2 separate regions of the Macaca mulatta genome follow, and region 2 is linked to region 1. The links are chromatin contacts, called in public Hi-C maps. All regions are on one chromosome and are shown on one strand. The core of a region is the stretch at or near the end of the contact, and the rest is flanking DNA. Distances in the headings are between cores, read along the strand shown. Region 1 overlaps LOC144336343 (a long non-coding RNA gene). Region 2 holds the start of DHRS12 (dehydrogenase/reductase 12).

Region 1 (7,169 bases), core at 357-2,856:
GAAGCAACTTTCTTAAAGCCTCCCTTCCCATGTGATTGAAGTTCTAATTTTACTTCCTAAGGGACTACACTGAACCTGTTCCCAGTATATAATGACAATAAAGCCCTGTATCGATTCCCCCAACTGTCCCAGTAGGATACGCTGGTGGCCGTAAATCTGAGTGAAAATTGTGACATACAATGACCAAGTGCTCAAAGATGCTTGTTTTCACTGTGACCAAGTGACCAAGGGCTGCCTGTTAAAATATATCCCCAATCCTGGAGAAATGTGGGGGTCCCACAAACAGGACACCACAGTAAATGAAAATGTCAGCAGTAAAAGCTGATCATGTGTTTTTGTCTACACAATTTTGTCCATGATTCTTGAGCAATTCTGTTACGGCACTTCAAAAGGGAAGCTTCTTTAAAACTGGTTTTGTATCTACAGAAAATTCTAAGTTCAAAATACAACAGTCTGAGTTTATTCATCAAAGATTTCATTTATCCATGCGAAGTTCTAAGACGATGTAAATAATGTGTATCTTCTACTGTTTTCTGGGAAGAGTGCTATTTCTTGGGCGAAGATATAGACTCTTGAAGACAGGGTTAGTGTTAGTATCTTTTTGTTCTTGCTATATCTAGCACCATCTCAACTCTGCCTAAAAATGTCAGAGAAAGCCTTCCTACAGAGGAAAGGACAAGAGAGGTGCTCTATGGGTGTTTATTATTGATGATGAAGAGAAATATTCATGCTAAATGACTTCAAAGAATATAACTGTTTCCCGAACTGAGCAAAATGAGTTTGCATTGGAAAAACATAATTGCTTTTGGCTCATGGTGGCTTCACTTCGCCACCCTTGTGCTACTTGTCTTGTGCATCTGGGGGCTGGAGTGGATCAATGAGAACCAGGCTACCATTGATCAAGCAGAATGGTGATAATGACCAGACCAAAGGATATTTTTTTCAGCTTGAATGTCCAGGGTCAATGCTTCTGGCTGTCTCGGAGGGAAGAAGCAGTTAGAGCATTGTTCAAAATGGCTCTTTAGAGAAATCATTTTCTAGCTCACTCCATTTGCATCTGTATTTCAGATGTGCTAGGTTTCCTGTGCAAACATTTTCACTTATTACCCTTTATCACCTTTGCTAATTAAGGAAGATACAGAAACCAGATTTTTAGGGATTTTTTTTTTTTTTTTCCAATTTCAGCCTTTGGCCACTTCGTATAAAAGATTTCCCTCTGCTTTGAATAAAATTTCTGAGCAGCCTTCAGAGCCAAATTAAATGATTTGGAATTGTCTCTAACTAGCTGATCTTTAGCTGCAGAGATCAAGCACCCCATCTAGTGGGAAAATATGAAGCTGCCACCGCAGTGACGGACTGAAATTAGCAGCGTGGTTGAAATTCCGGCCCAGCCCTTCTTGTGGAGCACAAGAAGGCCTTTGCAGAAGCCTCACTGAGAATCTCGAAACTGTCGGCCTTTCTAACTGTATGGGGCGGGAGGTGGGCAGTCAGAAAGACGCTTTGTGAGGGAAGGAAAACAGCCCCCATTCCCCTGTGCAGACTAAAGGGAAGCCTGGCCCCAGGAAGGAGCAGCTGCCTGCAGAGGGAGCCTGAGCCGTAGAGTCCTGGGAGCCTGCGAGGTGGGCAGCCAGGGCGTGGAGGCGGCAGCGAGCCCAAACGCTCAATACTGGCCCAGCTGGAGCCTGGTGGTGGAGGGTACTCTCACGGAACCCTGGCTCCTGAGGCCAGCGGGGCATTTGGGCCCTCAGCCAGTTAGGGGGTTTGTTCTGCCTTTTCCTAAGGCATGTCGCTGCCCTGTGGGAGTGGGTTCCTGTCCATAAGCCAGAAGCCCCACCATGTGGTGGAGGGAAAGCATGTCTTTCGTTCTCATACCCAGGTGTCATTGGACTCCCCAGGGGGGCCCCATGAAATTGCAGGAGCTGTGCTCTTCCTTCGTGAGCCTCCTGGCTCTGCAGGGGGCTGCCAGCTTTTACCTTACAGCTCTCCACTGAAATGTCACCTCACTGTGGGACTTCCTGCCACCACCATTGTTCTCTGCATGGCACCCTGTGGGCGTCCTTCATGATGCCTATCACACCGTTTAAGATGTTTTCCTGTGCGTCGCTCTCCTCCCCTGCTGAGGGCAGGGGCCATGCGTGTGTGCCGTGTTGCTGACGTAGTCTTTCCTGCTGCAGTGCCTGGCGCGGGGCAGGCGCTCCCTTGTCTCTGTAAAGAAATGAAGAGGCTTGACTGAGCCCAAGGACTGGGAGGCAGGCTGCTGGCAAGGCCTGGGGAGACCTCTCCCTGGCTGGCCCTTGTTGCTTTTCCTTCCTCTCCACTAGAAGTAATTATAGGGGTCCAATTTGCCACGGGTTTTTAAGGAAATCACGTGGGTCAAAGTGCTATGCAGATGCAAAGTGTCATCCAATGCTGTTTCATTTCCATTTGCTTGGTTCCATTTACTGTAAGTGCTTCTGCTCTCCCAGATCCCTTTATTAGGGAAGAAGAGGCATGAGTTGGGGGAGGGTCCACCAGCACCCAGAGCCCAGGGACCCTATGATTTTGTGTCATACACAGAGTGGCAAAAGTCAGAGATAGGAGGCCCTTGCAGATCCCCTAATCTGGGGCTTCTCAAGACTGTCCCTATGTGAGAATCAACTGAGCCGTTTTTTTAGCCACAGACCCAGGCCTCCCTGCTGGAGGTTCTGATTTAATTGGTCTGTGAGGAGGCTCAGGCATGGGTATTTTTAAATAGCTCTCAGGTGATTGATTCTAATGTGCAACTAGGGTTGAAGACCTGGACCAAATCCACCCCTTGGTTTTTTGTTGTTGTTGTTGTTGTTGTTTGTTTGTTTGTTTTTTGAGACACAGTCCTGCTCTGTTGCCCAGGCTGGAGTGCAATGGTGCGATCTCAGCTCACTGCAACCTCTGCCTCCTGGGTTCAAGCAATTCTCCTGTCTCAGCCTCCCGAGTGGCTGGCATTACAGGGCCCGCCATCATGCCCGGCTAATTTTTGTATTTTTGTAGAGATGGGGTTTCACCATGTTGGCCAGGCTGGCCTCAAACTCCTGACCTCAGGTGATCCACCCACCTGGGCCTCACAAAGTACTGGGATTACAGGCATGAGCCACCACTCCTGGCCTCACCCCTTGCATTTAAAATGAGTCCACAGAGCCCTGGAGGATCACAGCAGCCACTGTCCCACAGTCAGCAGAGCCATGACTGGGACCCAGGCCCCTGCCCCTTCTCTCACAGGCATGGAGGGAGCCAGGCCACAGACACTGCAGAGGGATTTGTCCTATCGCAGGACTGACTCTCACAGAGACTGTTCTCCTGTGTAAGAGATAAGAAAGGGGGTCCCCACCACACCTAGTCCAAGGTCTGAGAGCAGTGTATAGATGCTCTGCAGGTGCAGAACAGGAAATGGTGCAGCATCCACACCCGAGCAGAGTACCTGGGAGGGGGACACATGGTCAGTACCTGGGACTTCCCTGGGATGCCGCCCCTCCCCTGGCCTGCCCCCACCTTTTGCAGCTGCAGCTGTTTTACTGCTTCCAGCAAGGGTGGGCGATTCTAAGGTTGATAGAAGCCTAGGGAAGTACTGTGAGCTTTGATACTGGCCAGGGGACCAAAGCGGGCCACTGCAGGCTGAGGAACCTGGTGTGGTGATGGGTGCAGGCCAGATAGACCCTGAGATACAGCAACCCAGAGCTCTCGGCAATGCGAAAGGAAAATACATCTCAGGTTCCCCAAATCACTAAGCTAAAAGGAAAAGTCAAGCTGGGAACTGCTTAGGGCAAACCTGACTCCCGTTCTATTCAAAGTTATCCCTCTGCTCACTGAGATAAATGTGTATTTGATTGCCTCCTTTGGAACAACTAATCAGAAACTGAAAAGAATGCAACCATTTGTCTCTTATCTAACGAAGACCTGGAAGCCCCCTCCCCTGTGAGTCCTTTGCTTCAAGTTGTCCTGCCTTTCCAGATCAAACCAATGTTCATCTTACATATATTGGTTGATGTCTCCTGTCTCCCTAAATTGTATAAAACCAAGCTGTGCTCAGACCACCTTGGGCACATGTCATCAAGACTTCCTGAGGCTGTGTCATGGGCGTGCATCCTTAACTTTGGCAAAATAAACTTCTTAAACTGATTGACAACTGTCTCAGATATTCGAGGTTCATAGCAAGAAGAGATTTTATTTGCATTTCAGGGGACACAATAGGCTTGTTTTGTTCCATATGGAACGTGATTGATGAAGATGAAGAAAGGGGTAAGAAATCCGTCAACACAAAAATTAGTTTCCTGTGTTATCTCTGATTGAGATAGGGATCTCAGATGTCCATTTATCAGAGGCTTTGGGTATCAAAGCTTTGGGTGTTCCAAAATAGGTTAACAAATTAGGGTGCCTTTTATATATTTACATTACCTTTTATTTGTCTTCTCTGAACCCCAAAAAGTTGAGACAGGTCTCAGTTAATTTAGAAAGTTTATTTTGCCAAGGTTGAGGACATGCTCGTGACACAGCCTCAGGAAGTCCTGAGACATGTGCCCAAGGTGGTCAGGGCACAGCTTGGTTTTATACATTGAAGGAGACATAAAACATCAATCAATATATGTTAGAAGTACATTGGTTCGGTCTGGAAAGGTAGGACAACTTGAAGCAAAGGCAGGAAGACTGGAAGCGGAGAGGGAGCTTCCAGCTCACCAATAGGTGGTACACAAATGGTTATATTCTTTTGAGTTTCTGATTAGTCTTTCCAAAGGAGGCAATCAGATATGCACCTGTCTCAGTGAGCAGAGGAATGACTTTGAACAGAATGGGAGGCAGGTTTGCCCTAAGCAGTTCCCAACTTGAGTTTTCCTTAGTGATTCTGGGGGCCCAAGATATTTTCGTTTCACGTTTCCCCCCTTGTCTTTTTAAAAATCTTTTGGAGAAAGCATTTTACAAGAAAATGAATCTCTGGTCTCAGGTTTCATCTGATCTCTCATTGCTAGCACGGTTTATTTCTAGATGGGTAGGTCTGGAAAGCTTATTTTTAGCAGGTTATGAAGTCTCATGTCCTGTGAAGAGAAAATAGGAAGAGAGAAAGGGAGAAAAAACAAAAACAAAAGAATAATCCTGGAAAAAAAATCGATATAGATCACATTACTCGGAAGTCCATACATTAATAGGCAGGTATGAAAGTGGTTTATGTATGTAAATAGGTTACTGTTATTTTCTGCTGAAGTTAAATTCTCTGGCTTCAGTTCACAGAACTTAAACTTCAAAAAAGCACAGCTTAGTTTTCAGTGACTCCAAATTAGGAAAAATGAAAAAGAGAAGGAAAAAAATTGAAAACATTATTTTGAAGACTCGTAGCCAAGAAAAATTAGAATTTGGTCCAAACTGTAGAAAATAATGAAAATTGGAAAAAACATTAGGCAAGACTAGAATCTAACAACAGGTGTACAATCATTTTGAAACAATTTTTTTTCTCTGTCCAGTTTCCCATTTTACTGAAGACAAATCATGGTAGGACTGGTTTGCTTATTATGCTTGGCCTAATTATTTGTATACAGTGCAGCAAGAATAATTAGTTTTTACATAAGCTTTTAAATTGGCTTTGATGGAACTTTGTTCTGTAGGAGGAATCTCAGAAAAGACTTTCCTAAAGCCAGGCCCAGCCATGGGTTGTGCCATCGAATACCCATGAGTTGGGTGAAATTTCTTCTCCTCTTGAGGTTCCAAGATAAACCTGGGGCTTCTACACCTGTCAGAAAGTGACATTCTTTACTTACCACAGGTCAGAAACCCTGTATAGGGACTGTGTACACAAAATATGAGGCCAGTTTTTCCAACGGCTTTATTGGCTCCATAAATCAAGTTTGATTCCTTAAAGGAAAGGACACCATTCCAGTCAAAGCCTTGGCAAAATAACCAGTTTCTCCAGTTGGGTCCTGTTACAAATGAAAACAGATTCTTATTGTACTTATGCAAATAACTGTATTGCCATAAGTTAAGAATACTCACAAGTAGTTTCCAATTCTGGAGAAATCGGGTAGAGAGAAACAAATATGCTCTAAATTTTGTTCATAAGAGTACACTAAATTGTTAAAAGCTGTCAATAGCTCAAAAGAAAAGTTTTAAGACTCTGAAAAACAAAACAAAGGATCAGCAAACATATTCAGCAAAAAGTAAAAAAGATTGGTTAACTCCATGCAGTTAATTCCTGTTCTGCTTGATACTCATGAAAGTTTTAGCTCTCCATGAATCCTGAAAGTTTTTCCTCTATTTTGATGTCACAGTCTCCAAAGTTATCAGAAACCTGTATTCAAGAGCACCTGTTGGAGATTTATAGTTGATTATAAAATCACCTTCTAAAGAGGACCAAAACAAGACAGCAATTGTCCATTGATGAAAAACAGTTTTAAGGCAGCCATAGTTAAAAAACACAATTGACAAGGAAATTAGTTACCTCTATGGTACACAATTTTAATATAACAATTATGATTATTATTGAAAATATACACTAAGTTATATCAGAATTACAGGAGTTTCCCATAATTTTGGAACACATAACAATAATATATTTATACAAATACAGCCCAAAGAAAACCAAACACCATTTTGTATTTGACAATGCTTCCTATATAATTTTTTATATCAAATAAGTCAAATTATGTCATTTTTGAACTTTATAGAACCTAATGTCTTAAAGGATTAATTAGGTTAGAAAAAGACATAATTCACAATTTGATTTTGGACAGTTGGTCAAATATAAAAGGTTTAAAACACTTTATATTACAAAATAGGATTACAGGTCATTGTAGAGTCATTTATTTAACCAAAGTGATAATTCAAGGATTTCAAAAAAGCAAAAAGCTTCATTCTTTGAGAGAGGAGACTTAATTTCCTAAACAAGAAGCCCTAGTATAAACAGCATGAAGCCAATTACATTAGTTTTTTTAAATTTTATAAACAATCTTCATTATATAACTTCCATAAGTCGTTTATAACTTTATAACCTTTATTAAGGAGTTGATTAATGCTTCAAGAAAATCTTGTTAATCTGACACAGGGCTCCATATACTGGTTTTGCGTCAATGTGCCTTTGATATTAATAATTAATCTATAGAGAAACTGAACTTATTTTATCTTTCAAAATCGGCCCTGACAGTCTTATGCACCCACCTCTTTCCCATTAGTCC
Region 2 (7,428 bases), core at 1,034-3,533, 660 kb before region 1:
AACCAGGAACACAGAAGAAATATTTTAGTGACTTTCCACCTATGGGAAATGAAGCAATCCTACCCATTTTGACGTTTCTCTTAAAAGCACCCTGGGCCTAACTTACTTAACATCCGTAATTTTCTTATTAGATGTATAGAAAGTTGGAGCTAAAAGGAGCCCCGGATGTCACCTAGTCTGGCCCTTTTTTTGTTCAGATGAGAAAAAGTGAGGCCCAGCGGCTGACTTGCCCCCATTTAGTATGGTGCAGCAGGGAAGGTGTGGACTCTGGAATCGTACTACCTGGCCTCAAAGCCTGGCTCCACCGTGTATTTACTGTGACCTGAGTCAAGTCATGTAACCTCTCTCTGTTTGTTCATCTATAAAATGGGGATAATAGCAAGAGTAACCATATGGATCAGTGTGAGAATTAAGTGCTATAATCCACAATGCTTGGCACACTTTAAGCCTTCTATACATTTTATCACACGGGTCACACAGGGAATAACTGGCAGAAATTGGTTTAGAATCCAGCTCAGCTGACTCCAGTTAAACTGGAAGATTCGTCTATGAACTCCATACTGCCCTTTGTTTCTTTGTGTGTGTTACTTGGCATCCAAGTGAGAGCGGAAGCTCATTTTGAGACTGGGGTTGGCTTTTCCTAAGACCTCCTCTTTAAATGTATATAATGTATACATGAACTACCTCATGGATGCTTGATTGGAGGCTAACACTGGACACCTCATGCCCTCATTGGAACCTTTCTTGAATGTACACTGTGTGGCTGTAAGCGTAGGGGAGAAAGGAATGAGAAGAAAACTTGAGGGAAATGAACACTTCTGATCACTTCGTATGAAACTAAGCTCTTTATAATGAATGCCTTTAATCATCACAACCACCCCACGCGGTGCGCATATTCATTCCCATTTTACACATGAAAAAACCAAGACTGAGGGCGTATGCAGCATGCTCAGGTTCACCTGGCTAATGCAGAGAGCTGGGTTTCCAGCCACATTTTTACTTCAAGGGGCCGCTGACACCCTCCAAGAGACGTGGTGGTTCAAAACTATTTCTCATCCCCGCTCTGTGAGCCAAAAGCCTATTTCCTGAGGTGGTCAGAGAGATTCAGAGCAGACTGACACCTTTTCCATCACTGACACAAAGAGGAGTGTATTAAAAACAGTATGTAGCCCTGGGGATCTAAAATTTGGCTTTTTGGAGCCAAATCGGACAGGCATTGAACGTCACACGAGGCTGGGTGGTTTTACAAAACGCCACTTGTTTAAATTTCATCACTCTGTCAGGAATAACAGCAACGTAGTGGAGCCTCAGAGTCCTGTTCAGAGGGGCGAGCTGTTCTGGGGAAATTTATTTCAAAAGTTATTCTGAAGTAAAACTTGCCCACTGCGGGGTGAGGTTGGACAGTGATCCTATATCCTAGGTAATGAGGCTATGAAAGCAGCTAGTCTGTGTTCAGCTTATGTAAGTGGGACCCAGTCTCTGGGCGACTTGGGTAAACCGGTATAGAATTTAACAGGGTGACTAGCAGTGACAGCAGCAGTAAGACCCCCATTTCTAATGTGGCGTTAGGGCTGGAGATTAGATGTGGACAGGGGTGTCTGAGTCCTACATAGCGGGGCTGGAATGGGGCTGGATTACTAGTCTGAGATCTGGGTTCATGCAGCAACCACACTTTTTTACTCACACTGTTCATTTGGGCTTGGGTGGAAGGAGGCTGATGAGGATTTGGGGGAAATCAAGGGGCTCTCCCTGGCACTGCATGAAGTCGCAGAACCAGTGGCAAAAGTTCAGACTTTGGAGACAATTACTTCTCGGGTGGGAGCCCCAGCCCTGCCTCTTGCCTGCGATGTCGCCAATCTGACTGCGCTTGCTGGAGACGGGAAATGTGGCAGGGCACTGCATCCCCCAACACATGTAGGAACTTAGAGAATGCCAGTTATTACAATAACCCTTAACACCAATTCGATGCAGAAGTCTTTTAAATATCGTAAGCCTCGTCGTTTTATTCCACATGGTTTTCTAGGTAACCAAATTCTCGGAGGTGCGTCGCATCCCGGCCATGCCCAGCAGGACGGTGTTCTCTAAACGGCACTGATGCCCGATTTCAACCCCGAGGAGACTGCGGACCTCGACTGTGGCCCCCACGAGGGCCGGTCCGCCCTCACTCCACCCTCTGAGGCTGGGGCGGAGTCGACCGGCCGGCCCCGAGACCCCTCGCCTTCCTTGTGGAGCAAGGTCCCGGAAGCCGCGGCTCTTACATAACCGGGATGATGTAAGGGCGGGCGACTCCCGCGGGGCGGGACCGGGGCGGAGGCCGCGCCGGGAGCGCGGAGGGGCTCGGCGTGCGGCGCGCCCGCCATGTCCCTGTACCGCAGCGTCGTGTGGTTCACCAAGGGGCTGCGCGAGGACACCAAGTAAGGCGGCGCGGCGGGGCGCGGGCCCCGGGCCCCGGGCTGTCACGTGGCCCGCCTCGGCGCGGGCTAGCGGGGTTGGCGGGGACGCGCCCGCGGCTCCTTCGCAGTCTCGCTGGGCCGACTAAGCGAGTCCAGAACGACTGGGGCGCCTGCCCTCTACTGGTCCGCGGCTGGGCGTGGGGCGGTCGCCAGACTCCAGCCCCTCAACGCCCGCAACCGAGACTGGCGCCCGAGGGGCGGGACTGTGGCGCGCCCAGGCCCAGGGCCGTCCCACTGACGTCAGGCGGCCCTGGAGCCAACGAGACTCCTGGGCGTCACCTCGGCGCCCTGCGGGGTGTGCTCCTGGAACTGTCTTCGTAGTGCTGCTGGCGGCGTCAGATAGGGCTGGATCTAAATCGCTAGCCCAGGCTCTGTCCTCGTACCTTTGGGTGTGTTTCCTTTAAGAAGATGCGGCACCTGGACTGCGACCTTTGGCTCCAGCTGGAACTTTCCAGCCTGGGTCTCCAGCCAGTGTGGCTGTGCACCCAGTGTGTGCTTCTGGGGAACAGTGCGTGGTGGTTTTGTCGCCCCGTGATCACGCTCAGTGTGCCCTAGTTGGCTCTCCACCTCATTGTTGTTTTAAGAGGTGACAGGTTCCTGTGACGGAGGACAGATGGAGGTTTTCTCTTGGGATTAGGCTAACCGCTGGTTCTCAACCCTGTCTGCACATCAGAATCACTGGGCGAGAATTAAAAGTACCCAGTTTTCAGCCTCCGTCCCTACAGATTCTGATTCAGTGGGTCTGCACAGGGGCCTGGACTGGCGTTTCACCCAAATCCCCAGGTGATTCTCACCTCTGAGAGGCTTCTCCCGTCACTGGGGCGTTATCAGTTCTCACGGCAACCTGGCCAGCATTCCTAGGGGAGGTAGGAGTTGCAGCTCCCTTCTCTTCACCCCACATCGTTTTGGGGAAAGTTCAGCTCTGCCTCAGGAGCCCCTGCTGCAGAGAATGGTGGGGAGTGTAGCCGTGCGCCCTGTCCCACTGTTTTTAGGGGAGTACAGTGGCAGCCTCTTTCTTTCAAAGGGGTGTCCTCTGGCAATGACCATTAATTGCTGGATCTTTCCACATTATACAGCATGAAAGCTTGCGTCAGTTTCCAAGCCGGGGTGGGCCCCAAGGAAAGCAGGCTGTAAAAATCTCTCTGAGGACTCTTTCTCTCTGTTTCCCCGCCTTGAGGGAAGGTAGAAGTGAGGCCAAGGGGCCCAATTCACCACACATTGGTGGGGGAAGGGAGGGGAGGGGAAGGCAGCTGGCAAAGTTAGATGGGTTTTCCTGTTCTTGTAGATTTAGTGAATGGGACAGAAAAACAACAACCTTATTTTGACTTCAGTGTGAGAGCGCGGAGTCAGAGTTTACAGCGTTTCTCTTGGCACAAGGATTTTTATAAAGCCTCCCTTTATTGGGCTCCTAGGCAGGAGGATCTAATCACTGTTTCCTCGACTTTGCTGAACCTAATAATTCCCTGGGGCAGTTTTAAACAGACTTCTAAACCCTGGGCAAGTGTGGATGGGTCCTAAGCAAATTCCATATTTGGGTAAATTGAGGGTGTGGGGAGACACAGATACCTGCCAGCTTCCCCCTCCCCATCCCTGTCACCTCAGGTTCAGGAAACAGTAAGTACAAATGCCCTCTCAGCTTGAATCAAAATCATGGGCAAGGCACATGAAACCGCAGGTTGCCAAGCAAGCAGTTTTGAGTCAGTAGGCAGGGCATTTCCAACAGGTTTCCAGGTGATGCTGATGCAGCTTGTCTGGGGACTGCCCTTTGGCACCGAGGCTGGGTGTTGAAGAATGGAACACCCAGCCTTTGGCTTCATCACCTACCTTCTGGTGACTTTGGGAAAGTCATGTATGTGTGTGTTTGAAAAAGAGAGACTGATATCTAGAGTTTGTGAAAATAAACTGCTTCCCCAGTAAGGGGCAGAGTACATAAAAGACAAGTCTTTTTAACAACAGATCAGACCAGGATGGAATTCTTGTATTAAGACAAGATCCAAGGCAGAGGACAGAGGGCGGGGACATGTCCTGCAGGCCAGGCTGATACTGCCCGCCTGGCAGTACTCCCAGGATGGAGTTTGAGGAAGAGGTTTAACCCAGAGGAGCCACGCTCAGCAAACATTCGGATCAACGTGGAGCCCAGAGGCTAATGGCCCCTCTGGCTGGGTATCACAGAGAAAAGCCTGTCAGCTTCCTGCCCCTGGAGAAGGGCTCTTCAGGCCTATTCCCCGTGGACTGCTTTTTTTCTGGCTCTATTGTATTTGCGAAGTTCTCACTCATTCCCCACAATGCCTCCTCCTAGCTAAGCCCCTATTCAATGACTCAGGCCCTTGCCTCTACCGGAAAAGTCTTTCACAGAGATTCCAGGGCTCACGTCTGTGTATGGGGGGAAAAAATCTTCCAGTTTCCTCTTTGTAGTTTAAAATGCTCTCAAAGTCCCTACTGATTTGAAGACTTGGGGGCCAAATGAGCTCAAGTTTGAACAGGGAAGGTGCTGTCATTATTAATAGTGATAGTAATCATGTCGTCTGGGCACGGTGGCTCACACTTGTAATCCCAGCACTTTGGGAAGCCGAGGCGGGTGGATCACCTGAGGTCAGGTGTTCAAGATCAGCCTGGCCAACATGGTGAAACCCTATCTCTACTAAAAAATACAAAAATCAGCTGGGCGTGGTGACAGGCGCTTATAACCCCAGCTACTCAGGAGGCTGAAGCAGGAGAATCACTTGAACCTGGGAGGCAGAGGTTGCAGTGAGACGAGATTGCGCCACTGCACTCCATCCTGGGCGACAGTGTGGGACTTAGTCTCAAATAATAATAATAATAATAATAATAATGTCAACTGCTAATTATTGAGCTCCTAATATGTTCCAAGTGCTGTCATAAGTGCCTTACACACAGCATCGCATTTAGGCTGCCCAAGAGGTATCTCATATTATTCCCTTTCTGCAGATGAGGAGATAAGAGCTCAGAAAGATTAAGTCAACACAAGTTTGCACAGCTAGTAAGAGGCTGAGCTGTGACTTAAATTCAGGTTGTTCAGTCCAAGCCCTTGTTATTGATATTTTTTTAGTTTCAAGTCAACCTTTCAGGAAGGCTTTGGAAGAAGAAGGCTTGTTTGCCACTCACAGCAGAAGCAATGGGTGGGCTGTTCTCTAAGCTGCCCTGCGTGTTCTGGTGAGTTACAGATGGTGAAAACAGGAACATTTTTCTTCTCTTAAGAACATCTGGCTTGACTGAAACAAGTGGCAATGCCTGCCCTGTGGCAATGACTTTCAAACCAAACCCAAGCTCATAAACATCCTTTGGCCACTTCCCCGAGTTCCAGAGCATGTAACTGGCAGTTGTGCTGGACCAGGGCATGGGGCAGGAGGCCAGCTGTTAGCTACCCGTTTGTAAACAGGTCCTGTGGGAGGGCTCTCAGCATGTGTGGAGCCTTGCGATCAGAGTCCTGTTCTGCATTGCAGGGGAAAAATCTCTTGACTCCATGGGTGAGAGATATAAGTAAGCTCTGAGACCCCAGCCTGCCTGTACGTGGGCAGAGTCTGCCCTCTGGGCCTCCTCCTGCCAAACCCACCATTCTGCCACCACTGCCCTCAGCCAATTTCATAGCCAGGAAATACTGGAAGGGTAAAGGTAGGGAGGTATCGCAAAAGGAATGGGAGAAAGAAACAGTTAAGGAACTCACGGTTGCATCTATCCAATATGATGCCTTTGTGCAAATCAGAAAAAATACCTCTTCTGCAATATGCTTTTCTGCCACCTGCCAGAACATTATCATAATGCAGATACAAATCTCCCATCATTCTGATCCGAATGGCACTCCCTAGAGCTGTTCAGTGCACACCCTGTGTCCCTGAAGGAGCCTTGGCTTCCTCTGATGGGTGCGGAGCTTAAATAACTCCACCGTCCTCCTCCTTTATTCCCTACTTGCAAATCTCCCGCATTTCTCCAAGTAGGCAAGGATATCTGTCCTGCAATGCAATAAGCATAATGCAGATGGTCTCCTAAACTTCCCAAAACCTGCCCCCCACAAAAGGGAAAAGAGCAATTCATCTGTGAAGGGATTTTTTTCTTTTTGACACTCCCCAGGATTGGGGCAGTCAGAGGAAGACAATTTGGATGCCAAAATGTTGGAATCTCCAATATTTTCAAAAGTTCGGGAGGATCATGGTCCAGGAAATGCAGGCCCTGCGATGGTGGTGTTCATGAGAGCAGGGAGGGCGAGGGAGAAAGGAGTTTCGTGATGTGTTGGGAGAGGCAGAGACAGCAATAATGCCATCCTAGAATTAGGCTTTCTCCTTCAGGGGTTTATGTTCCCCTCTCCTTATAGCTGGTCTTCCCGTGGGTCTGCTGTTTCTGGGAGTGGCTATGAATCTGCGTCCAAAGACTTTGTCCCTCATGACTTGGAGGTCCAGGTTCCTGGAATAGTCTTTTTGGTCACTGGAGGAAACAGCGGCATTGGCAAAGCAACCGCCCTTGAAATCGCCAAGCGAGATAAGCAGCTGCTAACACGTGTGTCCACTGAGCCCCACGGCCAGACTGTGGCCGGTCCACACGGAGGAGGGTACCCTGTGTCACAGGCAGGTCAGGAAGTCCTGGACGACGATCCCGTGGTTCTGGGCACAGCTGCCAGCTTTCTGAGCTTTGAGCTAGAGGTGGCTAAAGCAACAGGAGCCCTTTCCTCAACACTTAATTAATTCACAGGAGAGCTTGGGCCCTGCCCACATGTCCCAGTGTTTTCTGATTAAGACCAGTGAGGGGCTCAAGCAAACCCTGGACGTCAGAATTCCCAGTGGAATTTAATTTAAAAAAAACGTGGACACCTGGTCTCTAACTCATGTCTTCTCAATGAGACTCTTCTGGGGTTAGAGACGGGGAGGGGGAGCCTCGGAGTCCACCACAATTTGGATATGGATGGTAGTTATGAACCAATGCCCCCAAAATACCTGGAGAGAAGAGTGCATTGAACTGACCT

The links. Hi-C and Micro-C count contacts between places; a contact is called where the count stands out from the background.
Region 2: a contact with region 1 is called in a Hi-C map of fetal cortex germinal zone, with 2.2 times the contacts expected there. The contact joins the promoter of DHRS12 here to the enhancer-like site in region 1. A contact is called at or near these places in 2 of 14 Hi-C or Micro-C datasets (fetal cortex germinal zone and liver).

The regions. Positions count from the first base shown.
Region 1 is chr17:30,370,733-30,377,901 of T2T-MMU8v2.0, reverse strand. LOC144336343 (a long non-coding RNA gene) reads right to left here. Exons shown (of 4, transcript XR_013408009.1): 3 at 5,760-5,918; 4 at 438-2,205. Among named protein-coding and RNA genes, the nearest start is that of C17H13orf42, 40 kb to the right of the region's middle. Within about 2 kb of position 1,606, at least 22 of the 40 cell types and tissues checked have an H3K27ac peak or open chromatin away from gene starts, as enhancers often do. A contact at or near this core is called in fetal cortex germinal zone, where this site is marked.
Region 2 is chr17:31,026,875-31,034,302 of T2T-MMU8v2.0, reverse strand. It overlaps DHRS12 (dehydrogenase/reductase 12), which reads left to right and starts at 2,283. Exons shown (of 11, transcript XM_002808146.4): 1 at 2,283-2,414; 2 at 6,814-6,965. The coding sequence starts at 2,359.